Regions from separate parts of the Ovis aries genome. Here region 2 is linked to region 1. A link is a contact called in public Hi-C data. All regions are on one chromosome and are shown on one strand. The core of a region is the stretch at or near the end of the contact, and the rest is flanking DNA. Distances in the headings are between cores, read along the strand shown.

Region 1 (4,755 bases), core at 571-3,070:
TATGTGGTATGAAGCTATAACCCCTGAGTTTTAAGAAATATGGATAACCAGTTGTTCCAACATTATCCATAGTCTTTTCTTTCTTTCTCTACTGATTTGTAATGTTTTCTTTGTTACAGATCAGGTTTACATGCATGCATGAGTCTGTTTCTAGGCTCTTTATTGCATTGATTTATTAATCCATTCTTGGGCTGCTGCTGCTGCTGCAAAGTTGCTTCAGTCGTGTCCGACTCTGTGCGACCCTATGAACGGCAGCCCACAAGGCTCCTCCATCCCTGGGATTTTCCAGGCAAGAACACTGGAGTGGGTTGCCATTTCCTTCTCCAGTGAATGAAAGTGAAAAGTGAAAGTGAATCGCTCAGTCATGTCCGACTCTTAGCGACCCCATGCACTGCAGCCTACCAGGCTCCTCCATCCATGGGATTTTCCAGGCAAGAGTACTGGAGTGGGGTGCCATTGCCTTCTCCACATTCTTGGGCAAAACACTGTATTAATTACTTCAGCTTTATTGTACATTGGTGTGCATTTTGTTTGTTTGTATTTTGCTGTGGTTCAAGTCACTTGGGATCTCAGTTCTTAGTTCCCCCACCAGGGATTGAAGCTGCATGTGACCTTGTCAATGAAAGTGGCGCATCCTAACAGCTGGACAGCTGGGGAATTTCCTACATTGGTGTTTCATACTAGCTAAAGGTATAAAGGTAGAGGAGTCATTTTACCTTCCATTAAAAAAAAATCTTTGAAATGGATAATCATAATACCTATACACTGGGTTGACATGGAGATTTAAAAAACAAGTATGTAAAGCACAAGATACAGACTAGGTAGGCACTAAACACAGTAGTTATTTATGTTATGATGGGAAGGCAATGGCATCCCACTCCAGTACTCTTGCCTGGAAAATCCCGTGGACGGAGGAGCCTGGTGGGCTGCAGTCTGTGGGGTCGCTAAGAATCGGACACGACTGAGTGACTTCCCTTTCACTTTTCACTTTCATTCATTGGAGAAGGAAATGGCAACCCACTCCAGTGTTCTTGCCTGGAGAATCCCAGGGACGGGGGCTGCCGTCTATGGGGTCGCACAGAGTCGGACACGACTGAAGCGACTTAGCAGTAGCAGCAGCAGCAGCAGCATCTTGAAGGTACAAATGAAACACAAAGAGAAATGAAGTGATCAGTCTATTTGGAAACCTCAGTTTCATTTATAAAAAGAAAGGGATGGATTGGCATGTCCTTTCTAAGGCTCTTGCCACTCTAAAAACTCATCCTGGCGTTTATTTTCTAGAACGTGGGCAGCACAACAACATGTGATGGACAGTGGGATTAAAGTGAGAAAGGTGACAACGCAGAGTCGTGAGCACGCAGTGGTAAAACGTTAAGGGCCATACAGATAAGATTAGGGGCCGGCTGGTCTCCTATAGGCTACGATGACCTTCACAGTGTTTTCTGGTGCATAAACGGCCAAGCATCGCCGTGACCGTCCTGCCTACAAACACTGGGCAGCCAGCCCACAGAAGGCTACTGTCAACCCTCCCGACCACTCAACTAGAACACAGAGCCTTGGAGAAGATTCCAGACAGGATCGCAGAAACTCTGGGGAGGACGGTGCCAGAGCCTGGAGCGCAATGGAAGGGAGGAGCGGCCTGCACCTCCTCCAGGGCTTCTACAGTGCTTCTGGGAAATATAGTTCTTAGCCGTGAAAGGAGCCTGGGGCTCCAGGAAGCGGGACTACAATTCCCTTCAGTCTTGGAAATTCTTTGTGCAGCACGCCTGCGCAGTCTGGCGGCCAATGCCGCTATAAAGGCTTGTTTTGCTCCGGGGGCTAATGCTCCGGAGCGTGGTCGAGTGGCCGGCGCGGCCGTCCTGGAGCTGGGGCACAGGTAGGTGTCGGTGACTGCCGCACTCCTTCTTTCTCCCTCGGATTGTCGCGGGGACCATCCCCACCCAGTGTGTTTCGGCCCAGGGTAGGGGACTGCGATCGAGGATGCGAGCAGTCCGCGGGAAGTCGGAGAACTGAGAAAAGCGGCCTGGCCTTTCTCTAGTCTCCCGCCGCCTCATTTTCGGGACGCGACCGGGAGGGTTGGAGGTTAGGTCCTCGGAAGGCAGGTAGGGTGGGATGAGTGATCGGGGTGCCGGCTACATTCCCGGCTAACGCCACCAGGTGGTGCTACGCACGCGGCCCGTGTGTGTGGGTCGCTATCGCCTTTCCAGGCCAGAATTGGCCGTGGGAACGCCCTAAGGCCAGGGCATCCTAGGGGATGCTGGCCTGAGAGAAGCCCCCCTCTTCAAGGGTGTAGAGAGGCGGTTTGGGGCACTCCGGCATAAGCCGCACAGAGGGGATTGAGCAGCCAGCGACCTCAGAATTCATCGTCTCGTTTTGGCTACGGGGTAGATGGAGGTTCGTGACAGAAGCACGCACAGGAAACCCTTGGCAGAGTCCGGAATGGAATCCAGATCTCTTGACAGTCATTAGTGCCCTTTCCCTTTCCACCGCACAGAGCTGCGTGGGGCTTTGTATTTATCACATAGGGGTCATTCGGTTTCTGCACAGACATGGGGGAGGCAGGAGGCAGATGGACACAGAAAAGACTGGCCAAGTTTCAGAAGGTTTTGAAGGAGAAGATGGGATAGGCCATTCTGCGGTCTCCAGGGTGAGTCAGTGAAAGGTGCGGTAGGCTGGAGACAAGTAGATTTCAGGGAGGTGGTAAGTACATACCCTTGTAGCTTCAGGTCTTTTTGTGTGGCTGCAGGGCCTGGAACCACATTCCTGAGGTGTTGGAAACCTAAGGAATATTGCAATGAAGGCAATTTGGGAACACCAGTCTGGCTACTTCCAGTCCTTGCAATCCTGTGCGAACTCCTCCCCCCAGGCAGTTTTGACTGCATCATTGTGCGGGAGAAGGTCTACACTTAGCACTGAAGGAGTCTTGGTTAAAAAAAAGTTGCTGACCAAGAGACCTCTGTGCCGAGCAACTCTATGGGTTCTCTCTTTGATTATTCTGTTAAGTGTCATTGTACAGCTCTGATTCAGAAGTAAATGAAAATCCTTTCCCTTTCTTCTCTCTTAAAAAAGACTTTTAAACACCTTTAAGGGAGAACAGAAAGAAGAAAAGAGGGAAATACAAATAGTACCCTCCCCTCCTGGTGGCTCAGAGGTTAAAGCGTCTGCCTCCAATGCAAGAGACCCGGATTCGATCCCTGGGTCGGGAAGATCCCCTGGAGAAGGAAATGGCAATCCACTCTAGTATTCTTGCCTGGAGAATCCCATGGATGGAGAAGCCTAGTTGGTTACAGTCCATGGGGTCGCAAAGAGTCCGACACGACTGAGCGACTTCACCTTCACATTCACCCTCCCCTCCATCCCCAAACTCTGGCCTAGTGATCTTTCCTTAATTGTTTTCTTCAGATTTGGGCCTTGTTTGTTTCCCAGATCTATTGGACTTTCTAGCTCTTGGCTGGCCTTCCTGATACACAGAAGATGGAAGATGGCCTTATGTTCAAGGCCAGGAGATAGTAGCTTTGTCCCTGGACAAGACCTGCCTACTTTCATTGCTCTACCTCTTGGCCCAGGAAATTAAAGAAGCAGCAGTGTTAGAGGGAATGGAAAATTACTCCCCACGCTCTTCCAACTTAGAATAACCTGGAACAAAGTGACCAAAAGAAGCTGAGGTTACATGAATTCTTAGGCAATTAAGGTGATCCCTGTGGTCTTTCTGACTTGGCATTTGGCATTCTGAGTGAGTTTCTATGGCCTCCTTCCTTTCAAACTTGCTCCCCCCCTCTTGCCTTTTTTCAAAGCAGGACTGATTTTTTTTCTGCTTTCCAGATAGTTGGCGAGGTTGAGGAACCTTTGGCGGGGAAGGTTGGACTTTAGTGATCCCTGTAACAAGCAGGATTATTCTGATCTGCAGCTGTATCCTGACACTGGGGACACTGGCAGATGCCAGGTCTGTTTATAGTTTAGGCTTAATGAGGTCTCAGTGACGTGATTGCTGCGCTCTTGGTTGTAAGCCGGTGTTCTTTATGGTGCAGTTTGTCATTGGACAAGGTGACTTTTTTCTTTGAAAGATAAGTAGTTGAGCAATATCAACTCAGGGTACTGGAGCCAGACCTCTGAAAAGTAAGAAGTCAAGCTTTCTTTTGCGCTGGAAACAAGTCTCTATGGTGGAGATTTAGTCCTTTTTATTTAGAGGATTCGTAAGTGTTCTTGTTTTCTGATACCTTAAAAAATGAATTGTAGCTGTCAGAATTATGTCCGCAATGTTGTACTTTTCATTCTCAGTGATTGATAGGAATTTATGGAATTCAAAAGGCAACACAGCTACAATTCTTTAGTTTCTAGTGAGGCTGTTATAAAAAGTGTTTTCCCAGCTTGTATCTGGGAAGCTTTGACCATCTTAGGGTGGAGGAAATGTTTTAGAGAGGGTATGTATGTGTTTCACTTTTTCTAAAGTAACCAGAATTGATACCGGGTATTGATTAATCAGGCTAACTGGGGTTTAGAACAGTGTTTCAGGTAGGTACTAGATAAGACATCATAGAACAGGGTGGGGAACAGGGTTCAGAACAGGGTTTTTGCTATTGTTTTTTTTTTATAACAGCTTTGTTGAGATATTTGTATACGATGAAATTCACCTGAGTATAGAGCTTGGTGTTTGGTTAGTATTTTAACAGAATTGTGAAATCATCACCACTAGCTAATTTTAGGACACTGTCCGTAATCCATGGGGAATTTGTTTTTAAAATTCAGGTGTAAAAT
Region 2 (4,755 bases), core at 1,174-3,673, 110 kb after region 1:
CAATATCCAGCTTTCCCAGCTCGGGCAAGAGATGTCTCCTGAAAGTAGAATCAAAGCTTGACAGTAGATCATTAAATGTTACAGATATTCCTAAACTGTTCTTAACCATTCCGACAGTCGAGTGACAGTGACAACAGCAACGGCCCCTAATCAAGCCCGTCTCCTCAGACGTTTTATTTGATTATAGGCTCCAAGCTGCCATTTACAGGGAAGAAGTTGGGCTAGAGTCTCCAGGAGGCACCCAGCAGGCAGATGGCTCTATAATTTGGAGGAGAAGGAGGGTTGCCCTTGTTGAGTACTGGCTATGTCTGAGCCAGTCCCACGAGTTGAGGTCGCTCAGTCACTTTGCAAGAAGTCCAGAACATCACCCAGAATAGGAAATAAATAACTCTGAAGGGAAAAGAGCATCTTGCCCGGAGCCTTTGCATCCAAAGGAGATTGTTAAGAACTGCCGTAAGGCAGAGGTTTCTTCATCCCAGGGAGGGAAAACAAGAGTGGGGTGGAAGTCCCAAAACTATAGCTAGGAAACAGCTTGCTTAGGCAGCAGCAGGAGCAAGTGCCTCCCCTGCAAAAGCCTCTGCCTGAAGCCATGAGTCGCGAGGCCTGGGCGCCCGTCTGGATGGCTAGGGTCAGGCCTCTCCCTTCAGGCTTCAGTAGATCAACTGAAGAAAGAGGGGAGAGGGCTTCTGAAAGTATACACATTCTCTGTTTTGTGCATTCCTCATTGGCTTCTCTTTGGTGTGCAGGCTTAAAACCACTGAGTTTTTGTCTTTAATTTCAAGATGTCTTTGTCAAAACCAAGAATCACGTGGACAGTTCTCTAGTCCCCCAGGGATGACCAGTTTGATTCTCTGGTGTTGGTTAAGGAGCTGCAGAATAAGAGGCCCGCTTCAGAGCCCTGGGGCTGGGTGTCCCAGGTCCCAGGGGCCACAGCAAACCCCTTCCTGGCTCCCCTTGGGCCTCTTGCTCAGGCCAGGGCCTGCGAGGCACAGAGCAGAAGTCACCAACAGGAAGCGTTGGCTCCTTTCTGCTCCCATCTGATCAGTCTGATTCTCTTTCCAGTCACTCACTTCTTTGAGGTAGAGTGAGGGCTCGGGTTAGGGTTAGAGGTCACCCTCTCTTCTCCCTAATTCTAAGGAGAGAAGCTTTCTGTCTCTTCTCTCTCTGCCTCATTACTAAGTCTTCCTTACCCTTTGTCTGTCTGCTATTCCATTCCTCTTCTCACTCTCATACACACACACCACCACTGTTTGTTGCCCTGTGCAGGACATGGTCCCCTCTGGTCCCCACCAGCCACTGGCCCTCTTCCTCAGAGACAGGGGCTGTGTCTCTAGCCCAGGCTGGGAGTCTTAGGATGGAGGTGGGTGCCCCTTAGCCAGGAGAGTAATGCCCAGCAACTTCACTGCTGTGAGGGCCTCTCTCCTGAATCTTTGGGCTCCCTGGCCCCAGGCGACTCTCGCCTGCACACCTAGTGTTCTCTGAGCTCATGTCAGCCCAGCGTCAGGGTTGGGTGCTGTGTCAACTGAGCTCCTTGAGCTACACCAGCTCATCTCTGCTGGGTACCATCATCTTGCCCAACCTGGCCTCTGCTCTGTGACCCTGAGTGTTGGGGGACCCCCCCCGACAGTTGAACCCTGGCCACTTCCTGAACAAGGAAGGAAATTTTGTGGTAAGGAAAGTCTTCCTGCCATTCTCCGCAGGTATGGGGTGCAGCACTGGTTGTGGGTGGTGGGTGTGATGGGACCCCTGCAGGACCACCTGCTACCTCATGACCTTTCCTTCTGCTTCCAGGACATCAGGTGTGCCTAGGGGACCAGCTGGCTCAGATGAAGCTCTTGCTGATGTTTGCCACCCTCCTCGGGACCTTTTCGTTCTAGCTGCCAGGGCGGAGCCCAGGGCTCAGGCTGGAATACAACTTTGGGGGCACCCGGCAGCCCCAACCCCAGAAGATCTGTGCCATACCCCGTCTGAACTGCCCCCATCCAGGTCCTAGAGAGGAGGTCCTGTAGCTGACCGGAGTCTGGAGACTTGTCCCACGCATGTCCCCCACAAAGACCTGCCTCAGTCTCTCAGCTCCTGAAAAGTTGGAGAAGAACAGAGTTTACCAGCTTAGTCGCTTGTGATTCTCCCTAACACAAGCTCTGATGCGTGACATTGGAGGGTATACTTATTAAGGATTCTACCAATGTGGTTCAGTTTTGGTAGCTCAGTCCCTAGGATTTTATAAGGTTGGTTAAGACGTTTGGCCTTGAATCACATCACAAGATTAATCTGGGGAGTCAAGTCTCACGAGGTAGCGGCCCAGGAGTTCAGAGAGAAAAACCATAAACGCAGTAATGTATCTCAATACTATTGATGCAGCCCCTGACAGTCTAAAACCTGGGAAGCTCATTTTCTGTCCTCTCCTGCCCTCTCCTGACCAGAGGTAAGAAGTGCATGCCCCTGCAGCCACAAGACCGGGAAAGATCTCCCCAGCAACTTAGGATGCCTCAAGCTTTAAAACATTGTGTTTCCAGGGACTTCCCTGATTGGCCAGTGGTTAGGATTCCACGTTTCCACTGCAGGGGGCATCTGTTCAATCCCTGATTGGGTAACCAAGATTCTGCATGCCTCATGGCACGGCCTAAAAACAAAACAGAACACCCCACTGTGTCTCTAGACAAATATTGCTTATTAAAAAAGAATAATTTGGTTAGGAAATTCAAATTAAAGTCAAAATGAGATACCACTACACACCTATTCAGTTCAGTTCAGTTCAGTCGCTCAGTCGTGTCCGACTCTTTGCGACCCCATGAATTGCAGCACGCCAGGCCTCCCTGTCCATCACCATCTCCCGGAGTTCACTCAGACTCACATCCATCAAGTCAGTGATGCCATCCAGCCATCTCATCCTCTGTTGTCCCCTTCTCCTCCTGCCCCCAATCCCTCCCAGCATCAGAGTCTTTTCCAATGAGTCAACTCTTCGCATGAGGTGGCCAAAGTACTGGAGTTTCAGCTTTAGCATCATTCCTTCCAAAGAAATCCCAGGGTCGATTTCCTTCAGAATGGATTGGTTGGATCTCCTTGCAGTCCAAGGGACTCTCAAGAGTCTTCTCCAACACCATAGTTCAAAAGCATCAATTTTTCAGCGCTCAGCCTTCTTCACAGTCCAACTCTCACATCCATACATGACCACTGGAAAAACCATAACCTTGACTAGATGGACCTTAGTCAGCAAAGTAATGTCTCTGCTTTTGAATATCCTATCTAGGTTGGTCATAACTTTTCTTCCAAGGAGTAAGCGTCTTTTAATTTCACGGCTGCAGTCACCATCTGCAGTGATTTTGGAGCCCAAAAAAGTAAACCACTGTTTACTGTTTAACCACTGTTTAACCACTGTTTCCACTGTTTCCTCATCTATTTCCCATGAAGTGATGGGACCAGATGCCATGATCTTCGTTTTCTGAAATGTTGAGCTTTAAGCCAACTTTTTCACTCTCCTCTTTCACATTCATCAAGAGGCTTTTTAGTTCCTCTTCACTTTCTGCCATAAGGGTGGTGTCATCTGCATATCAGAGGTTATTGATATTTCTCCTGGCAATCTTGATTCCAGCTTGTGCTTCTTCCAGTCCAGTGTTTCTCATCATGTACTCTGCATATAAGTTAAATAAGCAGGGTGACAATATACAGCCTTGACATACTCCTTTTTCTATTTGGAACCAGTCTGTTTTTCCATGTCCAGTTCTAATTGTTGCTTCCTGACCTGCATACAGATTTCTCAAGAGGCAGGTCAGGTGGTCTGGTATTCCCATCTCGTTCAGAATTTTCCAGTTTATTGTGATCCACACAGTCAAAGGCTTTGGCATAGTCAATAAAGCAGAAATAGATGTTTTCTGGAACTCTCTTGCTTTTTCCATGATCCAGCGGATGTTGGCAATTTGATCTCTGGTTCCTCTGCCTTTTCTAAAACCAGTTTGAACATCAGGAAGTTCATGGTTCACATATTGTTGAAGCCTGGCTTGGAGAATTAGTATTGCTAAAAACAAAGTCTTGAACCTAAGTACTGGAATTCTCACACACTGATGATGGGAATGTAAAATGGTTCAATCACGTGGGTGATTCCTGGTACAATTAAACATTATACCATACAATCCAGCTGTTTCACTCCTAAGTATTTAACCAAAAGAAATGAAAATATATATTTACAACAAAACATACCAAATGATTCCATTTCTATGATATTCTTGGAAAGGCAAAACTGTAGGACATAAAACATAAGTGGTTGGCAAGGTCTGGGAGTAGGATTATGGGTTGACTATAAAGGGGCACAAGGGAACTTTTTGGGGTGATGGGAATGTTCTGTATCTTGATTATGGTGACAGTTACATAACTGCATGTGTTTGTCAAAAAACATTGAACTGCATACTCACACGGGTGAATGTTGTATATAAATCATATCTGAATGAATCTGACTTCTAAGAAAGAAATATCTTTTATCCTTTGAGTTATTTAAAAGATATACCTATGACTTGTAAAGAAAGAACAGATATAGAAAACTTACGGTTACCAGGGGGTAAGGTGGTGGGGAGGATAAACTGGGAGATTGGGAGTGACATATATACAGTAAAATTTATAAAATAGATAGCTGATAAGAATCTGCTGGATAGCACAGTGAACTCAGTACTCTGCAATGGTCTGTATGGGAAAACAATCTAAAAAAAAGTGGATATATGTATAAGGGTGATTCACTTTGCTGAACACCTGAAACTAACACAA

The links. Hi-C and Micro-C count contacts between places; a contact is called where the count stands out from the background.
Region 2: a contact with region 1 is called in a Hi-C map of hypothalamus, with 10 times the contacts expected there. The contact joins the enhancer-like site here to the promoter of ABCC5 in region 1. A contact is called at or near these places in 12 of 16 Hi-C or Micro-C datasets (blood, hypothalamus, liver and 6 more).

Annotation. Positions count from the first base shown.
Region 1 is chr1:203,912,044-203,916,798 of ARS-UI_Ramb_v3.0, forward strand. It overlaps ABCC5 (ATP binding cassette subfamily C member 5), which reads left to right and starts at 1,821. Exons shown (of 28, transcript XM_060419861.1): 1 at 1,821-1,876.
Region 2 is chr1:204,019,713-204,024,467 of ARS-UI_Ramb_v3.0, forward strand. It overlaps the pseudogene LOC114111554. Among named protein-coding and RNA genes, the nearest start is that of PARL, 11 kb to the right of the region's middle. Within about 2 kb of position 2,424, at least 7 of the 54 cell types and tissues checked have an H3K27ac peak or open chromatin away from gene starts, as enhancers often do.